Regions from separate parts of the Capsicum annuum genome. Here region 1 is linked to region 2. The links are chromatin contacts, called in public Hi-C maps. All regions are on one chromosome and are shown on one strand. The core of a region is the stretch at or near the end of the contact, and the rest is flanking DNA. Distances in the headings are between cores, read along the strand shown. Region 1 overlaps LOC107855892 (protein STRUBBELIG-RECEPTOR FAMILY 6). Region 2 holds the start of LOC107855895 (glutamate receptor 2.9).

Region 1 (3,716 bases), core at 891-3,390, 59 kb after region 2:
AGAAACTTTATTCATCTGAGCTCCGGAATCCTGAAGATTTTCTCAAGATGGTTCCTGACATATCCCAGCTGGACCATCCAAATGTAACGGAACTGGTTGGTTATTGTTCAGAAGATGGGCAGCACTTGCTGGTTCATGAATTCCACGAAAATGGTTCTCTGCATGATTTCCTACATAAGATGGATGACGATAACACGCGACTAACATGGGATACAAGAGTCAAGATTGCACTTGGCACAGCAAAAGCACTCGAGTGAGTTTCATAATATACAAATTACCTTCATTGAACATCACATAATGCTAATGCAACTTGGAGCAAACTTTTGTTTGCTTAATTTCTCTTTTTTTTTATGGTTATCTTACCTAATCTATAATAGATAGATCTTCTAGTATTTGATCCTTCATTATTTTTGGAGGAGGAACAAATTGATGTTGTGAAAGTAAATCGAGCGCCTCTCGAGTTATGATTTGTTTTCTTAAAAATCAAGAAATCTCAGAGAGCCAACGACGTATGGTTAGAAATTCAGTGAATAATAGGTTTGCTCCTCTACCTTTCTCCACTTAAATATCAAGCTTTTGTACAGGGACTGATCCAGGATTTTCACTCAGGGATTCGAAAATTAAAGATGTAAAAAATAATGCAGCCCCTAAGAACCACTGAGCTAACCTTTTGCATATTGTTCAAAGGATCCAAAATCTCTGTGTACATTAACACATAAAGTCTACCCTAAATATACAGTGTAATTTTGTTGTCAAGAGTGTTCGGATGAACACCCTCTCGCCCCTCTAGACCGACCCTGCTTCTACGGTACTAGGTTCGAATACAAAAAGGAATAATTTGAAGTTCTTGACATAGATGTGTTTCCACTAGACAGCTAAGCAGAGCTTCACAATAAATTTTCTATTTGTGATTTCCATTTCTCCAATTTTGACTAGCAGGTTTTGTTCAATAGCTAATTCAGGCATCCTTTGCAGGTACCTACATGAAGCTTGTTCTCCATCTTTAGTTCATAAAAATATCAAATCTGAAAATATTTTACTTGATGCTGATCTCAATCCTCATCTATCAGACAGTGGGTTGGCAAACCTTATGGCTGATGTAGATCAGGTAATGCTTTGTGTTTTGCCTTCCTCTAAAGTGTTCTGTGGGATTGTTTTGAAAAATGTTATCATGCATATGCAACTCAGTTTCACATTAGACAAAATAGGCATAACTAAAGTAATATATCAGGGAGTCAATTTAATGTTTTAGATGAATGTCATGGTGAAGTGAAGAAAAATTATAAGAGACCATAAAGCAAAATGCGAGTAAATTTCACCGATGATCATTCGGCTTCATGTACATGACATAAAAGTCACTTTTCTATTTTTTGTTACATAAAAGTCGTTAAACTTAAAGGTTATCACATAGAAATTACTTTTCTACTTTATATCACATAAAAGTCATCAACTTTAAAGTGCCTCACACAAATATCATTTTTTTAGTTTTTTGGCAACATAAAGTCATCCAATTTTGCTGAGTTTTTATCTTTTGCATTGGAAATATGGCAAATCACTTCAAACTAGCTAGTTAGCTCAACATCAGTATTTTCTGAATGGCTTCAACTGGGATTTTTTTTGTCTCCCTATAGGGATTGAACCATAATATAGAATCTGGATATGGCGCACCCGAGGCTGCAATATCTGGAAAATGTACTACCAAGAGTGATGTATACAGCTTTGGAGTTGTTATGTTGGAACTTTTCTCTGGACGAAAACCTTTCGATCGGTAAGTTTATTATATTTAAGCACCAATATATGATTATATTTCAAACCTAAGTCTGTTGGAAACAAAGAAAAAGAGATTTTAGACAACTTTTTATTATTATAATAAAATGTGTGTGGTCTTCTCATACTCAGCTCAAGACCAAGATCTGAACAGTCTTTAGTTAGATGGGCTACCCCTCAGCTCCATGATATTGATGCCTTGGAAAAGATGGTCGATCCATCGCTCACTGGACTCTACTCTATAAAATCTTTGTCCCGGTTTGCTGATGTTATTGCTCTCTGTGTTCAGGTATACTCCCTCTGTTTTTTAATTTACTTGAATCAATTTAACTTCAAATCATTAATCTGATATATGCCATGTATTCAATTTACAACAACGTTAACACTCCCTTAGACCACGCTCACTAGCTCAATGTTTGTGTATGTTGTCAGCCTGAGCCTGAGTTCCGGCCACCTATGTCTGAAGTGGTTCAAGCATTAGTCAGACTAGTGCAACGAGCAAACATGAGCAAGAGGTTACACAGTGATGATCAGGACTGAATGGACGAAGAGATGTTCAGGACCTGCTGACTTGTTCAACAAATAGTTCTCGTAAACTGTTTGATGTTTATGGAGACCCAGAATATCTTTTTCTGTAGAGTGTATTCAATTAAATACCATATGCACAATATATATATTGTCTGATCTGCTATTCATACACAAATTCTCTCTATTTACGCAGAACCTTATTACCACATATATGAATGTATACCATCGTTTGTACTATGTTCCCTGATATTGTTAGCTACGGGAGACCAGTTGACATATAAACGACTTCGATTGACAGTTGAGATATAAACGGATTTGGGTTGATAATATGACAAAAATTACAGTTTCACATTTGCATATCGAATGACATTTGAGAAAGACTCTTTTAAGTGTGTGTTATTTATACTCAACAAACCAAGCAGTTCTGCACCTGTACTATTACCTTCTGGCAAAGGTTCATTCATTAATTGGTTTGAGAGGGAGAGGGGGGGACTCCGGCTAATTGATGTCGGGAGGCAGTGATCTATGATATTTAACAATTTATAACACCACTAAGAACGCGTGTGAAACTTCATATTGGTTAACACCCGGGAAAATAGTGCTGCTTGCAAAATTGAAGACAAGCAGAAGATAGAAGAAGGCAGGTTAGGACACAAACACTACTTAATGTTAGAACGATACAACAGCCCTACTTTGCCAATAAGATGCCTCCCTTGACAAACAAAAGCACCGACATCAGGCATTTCAATGCAGAAGTCGGTCCTGCATCTTTCTTGGCAACAATCAGAAGCACCGAGAGATAAATAAACATGTAATAAAATCTTAGCGGACAGCATAAATCATCAAATTGAGCACACAGGATAACTAAATGGCAAATATAGCAATCTCAACATAATCATCAAATTGAGTACAAAGGATAACTGAAGGGCAAATATAGCAATGTCACTCCATTCCTGCCAACGCTTGATTGTTTGTACCAAAAAAAACGTAGTCCAAATTAATTGTAGACCATGTACTTTGGTGTTGCACTGAATTTCTGATATCCTTTAATGACCTTATTCACGGCATCTAAAAAGTCTTTCTCTGTAACAGTCTTCCTCCTTGCTCGAATAGCATACATTCCAGCCTCCGTGCACACACTTCTTATGTCGGCTCCTGGAATAAATAAAAACAATGAAAAGGTCAAAATACATCTCATTACTACAATATTTGGAAAATTTAAGCGATTCATATGAGTGAAATTATACTTGTCCAAAAATAAATGTAAGTGAACGTATCAGTTATCACTTCTCTTTACACGAAAGTTAACCTTCTCTAGACCTCCATATTTGCCACCATCACTTCATCATATTGTTGAAATGCCATAAAGTCAGCAAAAGCAGCTAAACTTATTCACTCTTCAAGACAACCAACTTAATTGA
Region 2 (4,011 bases), core at 1,282-3,781:
AATCAATGATAATTTTAGTATTTATGGTTGATTCAGTTAAAGCAGAAAGTAGATATGGAAGTCCCAAAAAGGAGCATGTAAGTAGCTAGTTTCAGCCAAAGAGATTAATCAAAAAAGGATTGGATATTACCTTCGAAGAGATCTTGTAAACAAGATCATCATAGTCTTGAGAAGTGGGGATATGTTCTATTGGGAATGGAATAAAGTCGTAAGGGACGGCGTATGGCAAAGATCGGATGACTTCCCTGAAGACATCTGGAATGAAACCAGTTGCAGTTACTGCTTGTGTTTTGGCATCTATTTCCACTTTAATGAATTGCTCCAGCCCTCCTTTGACAGGAACTCCAAACGTTAATCTCTTCCCACTTGTGGGTATTTCCCAGCCTCTCGGAACAATAGTAGATTCACCGGGCCAAATGATGGCTCCCAGTGGCTCATTAATACTCTTAGCCGTTTTACTGTTCATCTTCGGTTTATAAGAAATGCCATCCTTCTCTGTCCAAAATCCAACGCTTCTCTCTCCTTTCCCAATTATATTCACAATCACATATGGGGATGGCTGCAATTCTCCTTCGATGATACGGAATTCACCACTAAGTCCTCTTTTTAGCACTGTGTTTTGCATAGAGTCGAGTAGCAGAGATCCCAATTCTGAGGTTCCAAGTGCATCTAAGTCCGTTAAATTCTCTCTAGCGTTTGCTTTCTTGAATTTAGGGATAGCAGTAGTTGCCACTTCCGCTATTGCTTTTGCTAATGTGGTGATGCTATCATACGCCCATAGCCCGAAAACATTGAGTTCAACTGGGTCCATGTCTGGATACTCTTCACGGAATCTCTTTCTCCATCTCTTTGTGAAATTGCTAAGCTCATTTGATCTTGGAATATAAGGTTTTATACCAAGAACACCTTGCATTGATGACTCAATCACTGAATGATCTACCGAGTCTAGAAGACTCGTTAGCACATCTGTAATGATCCATGCATATCCGCTGCTCATCATCCCGGCTTCTTTGGCCTTGAGGAAAAGGCGTGAGGCAAGATACAGTTGCAAGTGCACGACAAACACCCTGGTCTGCTTTGTGTTCAGATTGTATAACTCCTTGAGGATTTGATCATCATTTGCTGAAGGAGAAATAACACTTCTATAGGAGACCTTAGTGTTGACTTCCAATAAGGCATCAGTCAGATGTGGAAGTATCCCGGTTCCAAAGGGGCTATCCTCGTAGATGATTACAACCTCCCTCCAATCGTAATATTTAACAATTGCTGCAATGGCTTTAGTCTGGCTGGAAGAAGGAAGTGCTCCTCTGATGAAGTAGGGATTTTCCTTGACTGAAAGTGAAGGACTTGTTGCTGGAGAAATGACAGGGACTTTTACTCTGTTCCCCAAGTCAATGACAAAATCAGTTTGTGTAGACATTTGTGGCCCAAAGATAGCTTGCACTTGGACATCCTTTAGCAAGTATATGGCTGCACATACACAATCAAACTGTAAGAAAGTATCTGAAAATCACTTTCAAAATAGGAAAAACAATATCTTAGAGAAAAAGAGAATATCTTGTGCAAGTAGGGCATGAATGACTGACTAACAGAGTAGGTCTAACTCGTGAAACAAAGAGAGTAAGACATGCTAGTTTAACAGAAGTAAATCACGGAACTGAATTTACCAGCGGATGCTGCTTCAACATCATCTTTCTTGGAATTCCTCAAGTGAGGGACTATTCTAATGGCACTGCGATTAGCGGAGGCACGGTAATCTTCAAGTGCTAGTAGAATACACGTGTGCATTACTTTTGCCACATCTGTTTCCAGATCAAGAATTATTCCCACGTCCACTTTTACAACACTAGTTTTATTATCTTCACCTCTTATTGGCATTACGCAGTGGTAAAAGCTAATGATGGAGACAAACTGAATGAAAAGAATTACGAAGTGGCATCTTGGACTTCTCATTTTGAGAAATATGGACAAGTAATTTGAGAGCTGAGCAAGAAGTAGTTGTGTTTGTGCAAGTAACCACCTTTCAGAGATGTGTCTAAAGTTCTCTAAACTGTGTGGCTCTAAATATATTGCTTCAGTACAGGGAACTTCATAACCTTCGACCAGTAAATACTAAGACCAAGCCCCATAAATGCAGACAGAGAAGTCAAAGATGAAGTTTCAATGAACTAACAGTTGAAAATATGTCGTTTGGTTATTGAGACTGACTAAATGAACTCAGAGACAAAATTGATTTAGTTGACTTATTTCCCCAATCCTAAGTCCTTTTTAATCCATTTAACGCTGACTATCACTGTGAAAGTCCAGAAATAGCTCAACTTAGACTATGTCAGTAATAACTTTCCTTGCGCACCACAACAAACACACCAACAACCACCTCTCCGATTGGCGAAAGCAGTTAACATCAACGGTTAGGTTTTGAGATGATTATATATATATATGTTGGTGTCAATGCCATTGGCTCATTGTAATTGTTAATGCAAGAGGAAGCTGCTTGGGAATTTACCTATGATATCGAATTGAACATATTGCATTACTACTGCTTGTCTTCCACGCAGTAGTAGGTCATAAAATCTTTAATTACTCATGATCCATAACTAAGGGGTGTTCATGGGTCAGTTTGGGTTGGTTATTGGTCAAAATCATAACCAAACCAACTTAGTCGGTTTTAAAATTTCTAAAACCAAACCAAATCAAATAAAAAAATAACCATCGGTTTGGTTCTTGTCGGTTTAGTTCGGTTTGATTTGATTTTTTCGGTTTATAACTTTAGCTAATGATAAAAGTTGAAAATTTAAAAAACAAATCACTGAGTATTGTATCTCAACCTTGAAACTATGATGTCAATTGAGTATTATACTTCGGCAAAGCCATGACAACACCATATGAACACTTCTAAGAAAATATTTAAAAACAATATTTAACAGAATGATATGATAAACCCCCAAAAGGTGAACACATAAACTTCTTGCTCATCAAGGTTAAAAAAGAAAGTTAAAAATAGTGATTGTCTATAGTCTAATGAATCTCAACTCTCTCAGCTGTAAATTTCAATATGCAACAAGATATTATTTTCACAATTAGTATCATTTGTCATTCAAAATGCGAAATTCATTTAGAATCTCATAGGGTACTGTCAACTGGATGAAGACATATGACTGAATGTGTTACGACTAAAGTTAAATCATGATTAAAATATAAAATGTAACAAATATTTAGATTGTATTTATGAATAATATATAAATAATTGTAATATATAACCAAATTAGTATCGGTTTTTTTAAATTCAAAACCAAACCAAATCAAACCTAACCAAATATCGGTTTTTTTAATCGGTTTGATTTGGATCGCGATTTGATTTGGTTAAAAATCAAACCGTGAACACCCCTATCCATAACTATGACCTTTATTTTTTTGATGAAAGATCTATAATTGTAGTCTTTATCTGTGGTTGATTTCTTATCTCCTAGCACCTGCATTATAAATTCAGTACTACTAATTATCTGTTGCCCATTCACATATTGTATTGTCACGACCCGAACTGGGCCCTGTCCGTGACAAGTATTTCGAACCATGAGGCCTGAAACACCCCTATCTATCTGGTAATTATGTACACAATTTATATGATAAAAGAAATGCGGAAGATACACAATATAACGGAAACATGTTCCAGAATCATGCGAAAGTAATAATGGGGAATAATGTCCCATAATCTCAACACAACATCTCTATAACGTCTGCGAAATCTTATCTGAAAACTAGGACAAAGCCCCCAGTAAACCCAAAACTAATAAATGATAAATTAAACTGCAGATATCAGGCCTTCTGAAATATAGAAGACTCGCCACTTGATTCTGCGATTTGTCGGAAGGAATCTATTGGTTGTCTGGACCCCTAGACTGTTCCTCCGAACCTGGGAGGAGAGAGGGTCTATACAAAAGTACTGGTACGCAGAGAAATCAAAACAGAAATATAATATTTTTACACAATATAGGTGAGAGCCATTATAAA

Evidence for each region. A called contact is a pair of places that touch in the nucleus more often than the background predicts.
Region 1: a Hi-C map of leaf shows a contact between it and region 2, with 2.0 times the contacts expected there. The contact joins the enhancer-like site here to the promoter of LOC107855895 in region 2. A contact is called at or near these places in 2 of 5 Hi-C or Micro-C datasets (bud and leaf).

Annotation. Positions count from the first base shown.
Region 1 is chr6:195,703,696-195,707,411 of UCD10Xv1.1, forward strand. It overlaps LOC107855892 (protein STRUBBELIG-RECEPTOR FAMILY 6), which reads left to right. Exons shown (of 16, transcript XM_016700903.2): 12 at 1-253; 13 at 976-1,108; 14 at 1,632-1,768; 15 at 1,900-2,056; 16 at 2,200-2,479. The coding sequence ends at 2,307. LOC107855846 (26S proteasome regulatory subunit 7 homolog A) reads right to left here. Exons shown (of 10, transcript XM_016700852.2): 10 at 3,133-3,450. The coding sequence ends at 3,293. Among protein-coding and RNA genes, the nearest start is that of LOC107855846, 7.9 kb to the right of the region's middle. Within about 2 kb of position 2,141, at least 4 of the 5 cell types and tissues checked have an H3K27ac peak or open chromatin away from gene starts, as enhancers often do. A contact at or near this core is called in bud and leaf, where this site is marked.
Region 2 is chr6:195,643,806-195,647,816 of UCD10Xv1.1, forward strand. LOC107855895 (glutamate receptor 2.9) reads right to left here and starts at 2,532. Exons shown (of 5, transcript XM_016700907.2): 1 at 1,668-2,532; 2 at 131-1,470. The coding sequence starts at 1,953.